Linked DNA regions of Rattus norvegicus: region 2 is linked to region 1. A link is a contact called in public Hi-C data. All regions are on one chromosome and are shown on one strand. Each heading gives the region's core, a stretch centred on a gene start, on an enhancer-like site or on the middle of the called end of the contact. The rest is flanking DNA. Distances are from core to core; before and after follow the strand shown. Region 1 holds the start of Plpp1 (phospholipid phosphatase 1). Region 2 overlaps Plpp1 (phospholipid phosphatase 1).

Region 1 (2,963 bases), core at 443-2,942:
AGGAAAATAACAGAAAAAAAAAAGCCACATCTTTTTGGGTGTAAACTGTTGAGAGCTTTCAGACATTATTCAAATAAGCTGAAATATAGTTGCACTTGGAAAGAGTAGCATCTTTCCACTGGTCTTTTGGGGTGCTTTGCAGGAAATACTAGAGAAAGCAGAAGGCATGTTTTGTGATTTGTATCTTACATCTTCATATAAGAAGATAAACCCCTGGTGGTGTTGGCTCACGTCTGTAATGCCTTGGGAGGTAGAGGTAAGAGTTAAAGCTATTCTCTGCTACACAGCAGAATGTGAGGCCTGTCTGGGCTAAATGAGTCTCTGTCTAAAAAAAAAGTTACAAGCAAGGAGGAAACCATCTATTGTTAACATCGGTAGTAGTGGTTTAACTCTTTATAAAGCAATTTTCACATATCTTCTCTGAGTCTCACCACTTCCTCTTGATTAGAAAAGACAGCAGGGATCACCAACACCCTCTTTTTACAAATTAGGAAACAGATTACTAAATGTGTTCTGGAGGTCTCCTGGGACCGGGTAGGGGGCCTGCCACTATTGAAGCTTATTATGTACTTATTAAGACATATTAGCTCTCTACTGTCTATGTGAGCATGGCTGATGCTTTGCTAACGATCAAAACTAAGGCCCCTGCATGCTAAGGCCAGAGCTCTACCATTGGACAAGTCTCCAAACTCCTCCCAAATGAAGTCCCTACGAACTCTATTGTAGTAAGAGCCATGATTTGCAGTTAGGGGAAACTGAGCTGGAGATTCATAGCTGAGGAACAAAGAGACTGAAGCGAGTCAGTGAACAGAAAATTACTAAGAAGACATTAATGGCAGGGGTATTCTTGCTAAAGGCAGACCGTGGATTTAATATACATCCAAGGCGGGAGGGTAAATATGTTCGGATATTAAGAATTAAAATATCAAGAATGATCAGAGAGCAAGAAGGATTCTTGCTAAAATGAAGCTCAGCTAGGACTACCAGGAAGATCAAGGTGCAGGTCTCTCAGAGAAAGGGACTTAGAGGTAACTAATTTAAACACTTTGGAGGGAGAGCCCATGGGAGGAGAAGGATGGCGGGCAGCAGGAGCTGTGGAATGGTGTACCAGAGTCCAGCTCTCCTTTAAAGGAAGCATCGCCTAGCACTGAAGGGCTGAATGGAATAAAGAGAGGACTCCCAATCCCTGCAATTTGCCCCGCCCCGTCAACCGGCTTCCAGATTCTGGGCGCGCTCCGCAAGTCGGAGGGCGGGGTCGATAGCGCTGATTGGCTGTCTGCGCTGGCCTGGGGTTTCCCCGGCTCCGCCCATTGTCGTCCCGGCGCTCCTTCAGCCGGCGAGGCCGCGCACTGGCCCAAGCCGCGCGCCCGGGGCGGGAGGAGCCCGAGCCCGTGTTCCTCACCCCTCCTCCCTACGGGTCCTCATCCTTAAAGCTGGAGTCTGCTCGCCCCGCCTGTTGGAGAGGGCACAGGGCAGCGGAGGGCGTTTGGCCGCGGCTAGCCAGCACTGAGAGCAGGCGCCTGAGGCGACAGAGCGGCGGCAACTGGCCGGGAGTCCGGGCCCTGTGAGGGGACCGTGAAGGGAAGGTCTGGGGCACGGTTGCTCTTGGTGGCGGCGCGGCCGAGTCCAAACTGCCCAGGTCGCTGCTGCTTTCAGTCTAGGAGGCGTACGGTCGCTTGGGGCTGCCGCCATCCCGAGGGCGGGGCTCCTGGGAATTGGGTATCTGGACCGCCGCGGTCTCTTCCAACCGCCGCCCGCACCTGGTAGTGACATCGTCCAGCCCGTGACCATGTTCGACAAGACGCGGCTGCCGTACGTGGTCCTCGATGTGATTTGCGTGTTGCTGGGTACGTAGGCGCCGCGGCCCGGGGGGCTTCCGGGCGGAGGGGGACTGCCGCGGAGCCGCGCACCGGTGTGGGGTGGGTGTGCCCGGCGTGCACGCGCGTGCGTGCGCCGCAGCTGCGGAGAGAGTTGTGGGGAGCAGCTTGCGCAGCCGGGGGCGTGGGGGGACCCCCGCTTCTGCATCCAGCACTCTGGCTCCAGCGTGGGCTCTTCCTGCCTGTCTGTCGGTGCGCTGCTTGGCCTCTGTTCTCGCCTGTGCTGTTACCCTCTGTTTCCCGGCCCACTCTAACAGGCAGGGTGGGCTCCTCCCTCTGCACGGTGCAGAGAACCCTGGAACCCTAGTCACTGACTCATCAGGTTCTGCAGCGAAGCTAGAGGTTTGGTACACTCTGACTTTTCCCGAGCAGTGCCCAGCTTATCATAACCTGTGAGAAGGACTTGAAAGTTTTCGTCTATAAAAGATTTAGAACGTTCCTAATTAGAAGGCGTCGTCAGGTTGTAAATTGTCAGGTTGCAAGAGAGGTGAAGATGGCCAGGTTTCTGCCCGACAAGGTCTGAAGAAGCTTGATTTCCCCCATCCCGTAGGAGTCATGCTGTTTGCTTCTAGCGCAGCCCTTGCCTTAGTGTGCCTGTCTCCTATGACAGCCGTGCAAAGAGCCGTGCTTTAGCTTCCTTAACTTCTTTAGCTACAGCAAAGTTGACGTTATTTTCCTGATGGAAGACTTCAGTTCCGGGGATCTTTCGTCTCCAGATGTTTTTTTTTTCCTTCAGGAAAAACACAAAGAAAGCTTCCCAACCCCCCCCCCCCCCCAAAACTAGAGTCATCTGGTCAAGGGATAGGCATTGGAAGGGGTGGCTTTCATTTCTTCTCCCCTGTATCCTGTCTGTCACTTGTAAACCATTGAGTCAGGCAGTAGTACCTAGTTGTAAGCCGTTGGAGGTTTGGGTGGTGGGACTCTGGTTTAAGTAAATGAAGTAGTGCTGGCGAGTTTTCAAGGCAGCTGGACTAGTGGCTTATGCATTCTAGATACAAATCAGCACAATGGCTTCTCAGAGATAGGACATTTCCCCAGGCTTTAATCTAGCAAATCTAGACTATTCCTCTCTCCTGCTTCCAGCCG
Region 2 (2,771 bases), core at 111-2,610, 52 kb after region 1:
CCCTGACTGACATTGCTAAGTACTCTATAGGCAGACTGCGGCCTCACTTCCTGGCTGTCTGTAACCCAGACTGGTCAAAAATCAACTGCAGCGATGGCTACATTGAGAACTTCGTATGTCAAGGGAATGAACAGAAGGTCAGGGAAGGCAGGTGAGTGTGTTACCTGTAGTGCTTGAGTAGTGCCCTAGGCTAGAAGGTTTTAGTGACTGGAGAGGCGCTGGCTACCACTTTGAAAGGAGAAAGAAACTAGTAAAAACAGGAATGAACGAACTCATGAACCCATAACCTCGATTCTCGTTCCTTAGTCTACTGTTTTAGTCATGAGGCTTCTGTGTCCATTTAGGAGCATTTTATTGAAACGTTTAATTATGACGTATGAGAATCTAAGATGAATCTGGCCCACTTCAGGGTTAGTAAGCTTTTTTAAAGATGCTAGTTCAAGGGCTGAGACGTGGCTCAGTGGGCAAATGCTTCCAGTCACCCAGTGTTGCTTTGATGCTGTACTGAAATAAAATAAAATTGTAAGGGAACAGTCTGTGCACAATAGCTTTATTGATCCATAATGCACAAACCTGTTCAATCCTTGATCACGGTTTTGAATATTTTCACTGCATTAAGTCTGCCTATGAGCCTGTCAGTCTATCAGCTCTCTGTCCTTACAGTCCTTTCTGTTCCATGTTTTCTAGGACATTGTGTGTGAGATCATTCAGTGAGAGCGCTGATGTATCTGTCTTCTCTCGCTAACGTGTCGGTTTCATGGTTTGTCCATGTTTCATGATTGTTACAGATGGTTAATCCAGCCATCTGAACGTTGATTTATAGTTAGGTTGTTTCTAATGTGGGACCATAAGAAATGAAGCTTCAACTGGGCATAGTGGCTCACCCTTTAATCCAAGCTCATGGGAGGCAGAGGCAGAGAGAGAGGCAGAGAGAGAGGCAGAGAGAGAGGCAGAGAGGCAGAGGCAGGTGGATCTCTGTGAGGTGAAGCCTGCTGGCCTACAGAGTGAGTTCCAGGCCAGGCAGGGCTTCACAGTGAGACCCTGTCTCAAAAAATAAGATGAAGGCTGCTGTAAACACGTGTGTTTACACTGTAAACACGTGTGTAAGCACATGTAAGAGACTTGCATTTTACTCGGAGTAGACATGCTGAGCATGCAGCCTTGTAAGTGTTGTTACAGTTGTAGGAAGGAAGGCGCCAGGTGCCGCCGTGGTTGCTGACTGCATTCTTCCTGGACTGAGACCTCCTTAGTCAGGCCCTCGCTGTCCTCCTGGTAGTTTCCCTGCCTTAGCCATGCCTCAGGCTTCCTGTGTCTCTGGGTTCCTGTCTGCGTTTTGTCGTAAGTGGTGCTGCTGGGTGTCTGCGGCGCCTTTGTCCTTCCGGTCCTGCCGTCTGGACATCTCTGCTGCACTCTTGTGGAGAAAGCAGTCAATGAGCTCCATGTTCTACTAAGCTGTAAGAGTTTCTTATTCTAATAAATGCCCCTTTTATGACATGTTTTGAAATATTTTCTCTAAATCTGTTGCTTGGTTTTTCTTTTTTACTGATACTGCTTGAAGTATAGAAATAGAAACTTTGAAGGCCTTTTCTGCTCTATGTGACGTCGTGTGTGTGCACGTAGAGGCCAGAGGTCAGTATGGTGTGTTCTTCAGTCACTCTGCACCGTATCTTCCGTCTCCGCCCCCCAGTGTGGGAAGTGGGACTCAGTCCTCACTCTTGAGTGACAGCACTGTTTCAAGGGAGCCATCTCCCAGCCTCTGTAGTTTCCAAGAAACTCAGTTTATCTTTTGCTTTCATAGTCTGTAGTTTTGGATCTTAATGAATCTGTTCCCGCCTGTGCTTTATACGTTTATTCTTAAGTTTAGCGCTTCCAGCCTTTGGATTTATGTTTGTGTATAATGTAAGGAAAGTATTCTTTTTCTCCGTAGACTACAGTGTTTCCCACCTTATTGACAGCTCCATCTTATAATTTAAATTGTCACTAGCACTTTGGTTGAAATGTCTGCTGTTGTGGTGTCCTTCACTATCTGTGTCCTCTGCAGTACCACACTGCAGCTTTATAGAATGTCCCTAGTCCGAGGTCCCTCCCTCCTGTTGAAGCTTTCCTTGTCGTAGGTTTGTGTGTTTCTCATTAGGCAGAATTTTCATTGAGATTGATTCACATCTTTACATTTACGGTGACTTGGGGTTGGGGATTTAGCTCAGTGGTAGAGCGCCTGCCTAGCAAGCGCAAGGCCCTGGGTTCGGTCCCCAGCTCCGAAAAAAAAAAAAAGAAAAAAAAGAAAAAACAAACAAACAAAAATTTACGGTGACTTGAAATCTTTTTCTATTTTGTGTGTGGGTGTTTGGCCTGCATGTATATGCACCATGCTCCTGCCTGGTGCCCACAGATGCCGGCTGCAGAGGGTGTCACCTGACTTGGAACTGGATTTACAGACATTTCTGAGCCTTCCTGTGGGAGCTGGAAACCGAAGCTGGGCCCTGTGAGACCAGCAAGTGCTCTTACTGCTGAGCCGCTCCCAGCTCCCAGCGGTGCTGTCGCTTTTGAGGTTTCCTGTAGTTTATCTTACAAGTGATTATTTCCTTTTCCATCGCTTTCTGCTTTTGCTCTCTGGAGCCAAGGAGATTTCAAAGGCAAAACAGGGTAGAACTGGGGTGTGGCTTTGCCATCTGCACAGGTGGGTTGGTCAGGAGCACCAAAAAGGGAGGGGAGGGGAGGGGAGGGGAGGCTCTGTCTGGGAGGAAAGCTGACGCTGCTCTTCTTTTCTCCCA

What was found. A called contact is a pair of places that touch in the nucleus more often than the background predicts.
Region 2: a contact with region 1 is called in a Hi-C map of Schwann cells, with 4 times the contacts expected there. The contact joins the enhancer-like site here to the promoter of Plpp1 in region 1. A contact is called at or near these places in 3 of 12 Hi-C or Micro-C datasets (Schwann cells, kidney and liver).

Annotation. Positions count from the first base shown.
Region 1 is chr2:46,170,885-46,173,847 of GRCr8, forward strand. Plpp1 (phospholipid phosphatase 1) reads left to right here and starts at 1,693. Exons shown (of 6, transcript NM_022538.2): 1 at 1,693-1,847. The coding sequence starts at 1,790.
Region 2 is chr2:46,223,506-46,226,276 of GRCr8, forward strand. Plpp1 (phospholipid phosphatase 1) reads left to right here. Exons shown (of 6, transcript NM_022538.2): 3 at 1-151. Among named protein-coding and RNA genes, the nearest start is that of Plpp1, 52 kb to the left of the region's middle. Within about 2 kb of position 1,361, at least 14 of the 93 cell types and tissues checked have an H3K27ac peak or open chromatin away from gene starts, as enhancers often do. A contact at or near this core is called in Schwann cells and liver, where this site is marked.